Linked DNA regions of Sus scrofa: region 2 is linked to region 1. A link is a contact called in public HiChIP or PLAC-seq data. All regions are on one chromosome and are shown on one strand. The core of a region is the stretch at or near the end of the contact, and the rest is flanking DNA. Distances in the headings are between cores, read along the strand shown.

Region 1 (3,213 bases), core at 532-3,031:
CAGGAATGATGTTTGGAGGTCTCTGTCTTACAGGACTCATGCTGTTGCCCCTGATCAGGATCTGCTACCATTTTCTTTGCTGACACTAGACCTATATGAACCTATTATAGCCAATAACATAACCCATAAAGTCAAAACAAATGCTGTCAGGGATATACTGGGTCTGCTAAGGAGGAAAGTCATTGTTCCTTGAAGGAGCAGCTGAGGGACCAGTAGAGTTCTTACCAGCAGAGCTAAGAGGAACCAAGGGGGAGCAGACCATCAAGTTGGCCAACAGAGTGTTAATAGATACCGGAGCATCTCTTGGCCAATAGGATTATTAGACCCTGGCAAGGATCCCAGCACACACTGCTAAGATGGCTCTCTGACACTTAGAGGAACTAATGCCCACACTCAGTGAGTAATAAATGCTGGAACTTCTCTCTCAGACATTGGAAAAAAGGAACCAAATGTCTCATAAAAAGGGGCATGCTTCAGTGGATTTATTAGACGAGGCTGGATACTGAACCAGATGCCTGTTTTCCATATGAAACTCCTTTTGCCAAAGCAGCAAGGCAGGATCTGGTAAGAGGGATCTCAGATTCAGTCAGAAAAGTACTGGTGGCTCTCCTTTATAGCTCATGGTAAGAGATGTCATTACAGAACTGGGCTCCTTGATGGGAATGACAGTAAATTAGAGGTCATGGCAGTGCTTTGACCATTAGAAGCAAAGTGGGTTCAGTTGTTGCAGTGAGAGGGAAGGCTGGAGAGGCAGCAAAAAAGGGTATGACCCACAGAAAGCTGTGGAGATAGTTAATAAAACAGAGCCTCCTTATGGGCAAGACAGATGGGCAGCAACAAAAGCACTGTTCAATCTACTCCATCAAAATAATCAAGGACGGAGTTCCTGTCGTAGTGTAGCCGAAACAAATCCGACTAGGAACCATGAGGTTGCAGGTTCACTCCCTGGCCTCGCTCAGTGGGTTAAGGATCCGGCTTTGCTGTGAGCTGTGGTGTAGGTCGCAGACGGGGCTCAGATCTTGTTTCACTGTGGCTGTGGTGTAGACAGCAGCTACAGCTCCAACTGGACCCCTAGCCTGGAAACCTCCATATGCCGCAGGTGCGGCGCTAAAAAGACAAAAGACAAAAAAAACCCTCAAGATCACTCGCGTTGTTTCCATATCTGAGTCAGTTTCACACCCAGAACTCTTGACTAAACTACAGAAGACACTAAGCATTAAGTAGACAGAATGACTCACCCAGGTGACATCAGCAAACCTCTGTGTTGGGCCTCACTGTTGGCACAACAAAAGCGCCATGGTGGCAGGGATGGAAGGTATACATGGGCTCAACAGCACCAGCTCCCACTTGGCAAGCCTGTTCTAGATTCAGCTGCTACCAACATTTTCTAACCTGCCAGGAGAGGGACCAGCTCTATGTCTCTAATACATCTCTTGGAGAAGACCCATCAGCCATTTAGTGGGAAATTAACTTCACTAAACTTCTACTCTAGAAGGGACAATTCATCTTGACTGGAATCAACAAATATTCCAGCTCTCAGTTAGTCTTTCCTATTTATAGGGTCTGTTGGCCTGAAACAAATAGAATGCTGATATTTCTCTAGCAAAGGTGTGTTGATTCAGGATCAGCAGAGAACTGCAGTTTGGGGTCCGCGGGCATGGTGAGCCAGGTGCAAGCACAGAAAGGGAAGGAGACTGCTTTTATAAAGGGGAAAGGACATCAGAAGGGCTGTACTGAACAGAGTCCGAGGCTTTTCATTGGCTGAGAAAAGGAGTCTTTCTTCTTCCTATTGGGCTCTGCTATCATGGCAGAGCATAGGAGCTCCCCCTTCTGGTCTCCTAACTCTACTTCATGGAAGTTTCTGCTTATTAATTTTTTTATAGGCCTCAGTAACCATCATCCAAGGGCTTATGGAGTGTTTGATCTACAAAGAGGAGATCCTACAAAAGATCACATTCGAATAAGAGACACACTTTGTAGCAAACAGGGCATGGTAGTGGGTACATGATGGATCCATGGCCCTGTCCTGAACTGTGCCACACAGAGCAATGGGATGGCTTGTTGAGACGCAACTGAGAGGCTAGCTGAGAGGCTGTACCTTACAGTATATTCCCAAAATCACCCACCGTGATATGGTGCCATGTCCCTATCAGTTAGAACACACAGATCTGAGAACCAAGGAGTGGCTCTGCCTCCTCCCACTCCCAGAGACCCACTGGGAGAATTTTTGCTCCTGTTCCTGCAACGCTGGGCTCAGTATTAGAGATCTTGGCTCCCAGGAAGAGGATGTTCCACTAGGGTGCACAGCAGGAATCCCATTCAAGTTTTGTCTGCTGTCCAGTCACTTCAGCTTCCTCATGCCAAGAAATCAGAAGGCTTGGAAAGAGTCACCTGCTTGAACGGATAATTTAGCCTAATTGTCTGCAGGAGGTTGGCCTGTTGTTATATAAGGGAGGCATGGGAGACTATATTTGACCCCAATCACCTTGGTTCTCCCTGTAGCAGCCTTAGCCTGAGAAGGGCAAGGTGACTAGGGGCTCGTCATCCCACTTAGGAAAGCCACTGAAGACCAGCAGAAGTGCTAGCCGAGGGGGAGGGGACTCCACCACGGGTAGTAGAAGACAGAGATAACTGACTCCTAGGTGGGGTCTCAAGACTAGTGGCAGCGCTAAAAAGACTGGTTTTTCCCATTAACTTTTCTTTTAGAAGTTGGCTCCAAAGACTGATGCCCACCAGGCTGGAGGGAGCTGCCTTACCCAAAGCCATTCCTGCTTCCCTGGGCCGGCCCAGCTTCAGAGCTCCTCCTGGATTCCATGCAGTCCAACCTCCCCTGCACCCCCTCCTGCTGCCATTGGTCCCCCTCAGATGCTGATCCTGAGGTATCAAGCGGTAGAAAAACCTACTGAATTCAAATTTCCATCTCTTTCACTCTCTCTCCATTGTGTGTGTATGGTTATTGTTGTTACTTTTGTGTACATATATATATGTATATATATATATATATACATATATATATATATATTTTTTTTTTTGCTTTTTGCCTTTTCTAGGGCCACTTCCGTGGCATATGGAGGTTCCCAGGCTAGCAGTCCAATCGGAGCTGTAGCCACCGGCCTATGTCAGAGCCACAGCAACGGGGGATCTGAGCCGCATCTGTGACCTACACCACAGCTCACGGCAATGCTTACCCCACTGAGCAAAGCCAGGGATCGA
Region 2 (3,213 bases), core at 425-2,924, 82 kb before region 1:
AGGACAAGCTCTAGTCTTGAGAATGTGGGTCAACCAGAGAGCTTTTTCAGAACAAAGATTGTCTGTTCAGCACCATTCCAGGCTACCAAGGCCACAGAAGGAGAATACTGTAAGACCACCCACCTCAAGCAGCTTACAAGAAGAGTCAAACTGCACAAACTAACAGCCAACACTGGACTGCATGTAACTAAGCATTAAATAGAGATACAAACAGGCCTCCCCACAGAGCAGCTCCAGGCAGCTGGGGTGGCCATGGGGACCTGGGCCTGCTAGGCCTTGAGGACAGGACTCAGACAAGGAAAGGGGAGAATAGGACCCAGGATGGTGTGGGCTCTGTGGGCCCACGAGCAGAGGGGTCACTAGAATGAGGAAGCAAGTGGAGTGGGTGCCTTGGCGTGGGTGAGATAAGTTTAGGTTTGACACTGCAGAAGGAAGATGGGGAGTTCCTGCTGTGGCTCAATGGAAATGAACATGACTAGTATCCATGAGGATGCAGGTTTGATCCCTGGCCCCGCTCAGTGGGTTAAGGATCTGGCACTGCTGCGAGCTGTGGTGTAGGTCGCAGATGTGGCTCAGATCCTGCATTGCTGTGGCTGTGGTGTAGGCTGGCAGCTGCAACTCCAATTCGACCCCTAGCCTGGGAACTTCCATGTGCCACACATGTGGCCCTAAAAAAAAAAAAAAAAAAAAAAAAAAGGCAGAAGGAAGATGGAAGTGGTTTTTCATTCCTGGAGTTTTAGTTTGTTCAATCCTGTGTCACCTGGGCTCAGGGGATTCATGCTGCTGACCAATGCCTCCTCTTGTGGCTCATGTGACCCTCCCCTCCTCTGTGCTCCTGGCTGTCCCCTCACCTTGTCACCTGTGGCATCTGCCCCCAGGGTTCCACCAACTGCCACCTTTTTCTACATCTGGAACCTGCCAGCATCTGTATCAGATGATTTGCAAGTACACACCCACAGCCTCACTCTTCCTGAGTTTGGATTCAAATATCCAGCACCTCTGGATTTGTCCAGTTGAACATGCCTCGGGCCCTTCAAACTCAACGTCTCCAGACTCCTCCTTCAGCCCACAAGTGACCCTTCCCTACGTCAAATCAGTCACAGGGGCCTGCTGATTTCACCTCAGTGTTTCTGGGAGCCCTTCCCATTTCTGCTGCCCTCCCTCGATTGAGGCCTTCAGAACGAACTTGTGTTGAAGAGGAAAACAGCAGTCCCACAACTGGCCTTTCTTTCTCAAGGGATGGTTCTTCCACCTCGCATCCCCAAACCCTCAGTCTGTTCTCCAAGCCACTTCAGGGTGATGGTTTAAAAGAGGAGATGGAGGAGTCCTGGTGCAGTGGAAATGAATCCAACTAGGAACCATGAGGTTGTGGGTTCGATCCCTGGCCTCGTTCAATGGGTTAAGGACCCGGCGTTGCCATGTGCTATGGAGTAGGTCGCAGACGCAGCTCAGATCCCGCGTTGCTGTGGCTGTGGTGTAGGCCGGCGACTACAGCTCTGATTAGACCCCTAGCCTGGGAACCTCCATATGCTGCGGGTGCGGTCCTAAAAAGCAAAATAAATGAATAAACAAATGAAAGGGGAGATGGATCACTCCTTCCTCAGGAGCTCACTGCTGCCTACAACACAAACTCTCAACCCAAAGGGCCCTTGTTCTGTAGGTCTCTGGCCTCCTTCCTCTTTCCTCTTCCTGCCTTCTCTCTCAGAGCCCACGCCCAGGCCACTGGGCTGGTCTGGATCATCACAGTGGGACTTGTTCACAAGTGCAACCCTCCCTATCTCCCATGGATGCTCCTGCACACGGTGACAGCACCAGGAACCCGCTCATCAACGTTGGCCCCAGAGCCAGCTCTGACTGGCAGGCTTTCCCAACCCCTGGCTGGATGAGGGCGCCCCAGTTCCCACCTACCCTGGCCTTGCCTCCCCATCATACTCCTCTCTCAGGGGGCCTGGTCCTTAGTGATTCGCTCAGCTCCTTTAAGGGCAGGGACCATGCGGTGTGCAAGTTCCCAGGTCTACAATGGTAGTTGGCATATAAAATCATATGCCAAATACAATGATTTCCTGAACAAATAGTTTGTGAGGCCCAGGCCTATGGTATCAATTTCCTTCTGTTCTGCAAGGTTGAGGAAAAAAGAAATAATGGTTTGCAAGTCAGGAAGTCTGGCTGTTCCTATCTGCTCTACTCAACCAGCTGTGTGGCCTTGCCCAAGACATTTTCCTCAAAATAAGGGTGAGTGGGAGATAATTTTCTGTCTCTCTACCTCTCAGAAAAAAAAAAAGAGAGAGAGAGAGAGAGAGTTGATAATGATAAAATGGCCAGTAGCTGAATGGTACTTTGAAAAAGCAAACTATGCACACTAAAGTACTAGCAATCTCTGAACTTAAGAATGAAGTCCCGTTGCGGCTCAGAGGAAGTGATTCTGACTAGCATCCATGAGGATGCATGTTCGATCCCTGGCCTCGATCAGTGGGTTGAGGGGGTTGAGGATCCGTCGTTGTTGTGAGCTGTGGGGTAGGTGGCAGACATGGCTTGAATTCTGCATTGCTGTGGCTGTGGTGGAGGCTGGCAGCTGTAACTCCAATTCGACCCCTAGCCTGGGAACCTCCATATGTCATGATTGCAGCCCTAAAAAGACCAAAAAAAAAAAAAAAAACATACAGAAGGATCACAATTCAGGAATATAATTTTTTTTCTACCTTATAACTGATTGTAATGCAATCTTTGAAAACCGAAAAGAAATTTAATATTTTTGGTTACATTTTTGGAAATCTTCATAACATCTACCCCAATGGCTTTATAAAGAGTTTTAATTAGATTTAGATTATAATGAGATTGGAATTAAAATGTCTTTTTTTTTTTTTTGCTTTTTAGGCCACACTAGCAGCATATGGAGGTTCCCAGTCTAGGGGTCAAATTGAAGCTATAGCTGCCGGCCTACACCACACCCACAGCAACGCCAAATCCGAGTCTGCGACCTATACCACAGCTCTCAGCAATGCCACATCCTTAACCCACTGAGCAAAGCCAGGGATCGAACCCGCAACCTCATGGTTCCTAGTCGGATTCTTTTCTGCTGCACCACAACGGGAACTCTAAAATGTCTATTTCCTGAATATGATATCGGCACCACGAATTCTCTTAACATTTATAAGAAAATGTTATAAAATATTATTGAGATCCTGTTGTGGTGAAGCAGAAATGAAGGTTGCG

The links. HiChIP or PLAC-seq counts read pairs in DNA pulled down with a chosen protein or histone mark.
Region 2: an H3K27ac HiChIP or PLAC-seq map of alveolar macrophages shows a contact between it and region 1. The contact joins two enhancer-like sites. A contact is called at or near these places in 7 of 47 Hi-C or Micro-C datasets (alveolar macrophages, blood, embryonic fibroblasts and 3 more) and 1 of 2 datasets of contacts at active chromatin or transcription factors (alveolar macrophages).

What each region holds. Positions count from the first base shown.
Region 1 is chr7:46,138,234-46,141,446 of Sscrofa11.1, reverse strand. It overlaps LOC106504432 (a long non-coding RNA gene), which reads left to right. Exons shown (of 5, transcript XR_002345758.1): 5 at 2,707-2,935. Among named protein-coding and RNA genes, the nearest start is that of MCM3, 35 kb to the right of the region's middle. Within about 2 kb of position 1,781, at least 7 of the 83 cell types and tissues checked have an H3K27ac peak or open chromatin away from gene starts, as enhancers often do. A contact at or near this core is called in alveolar macrophages, where this site is marked.
Region 2 is chr7:46,219,697-46,222,909 of Sscrofa11.1, reverse strand. No RefSeq gene overlaps it. Among named protein-coding and RNA genes, the nearest start is that of PAQR8, 7.2 kb to the left of the region's middle. Within about 2 kb of position 1,674, at least 5 of the 83 cell types and tissues checked have an H3K27ac peak or open chromatin away from gene starts, as enhancers often do. A contact at or near this core is called in alveolar macrophages, where this site is marked.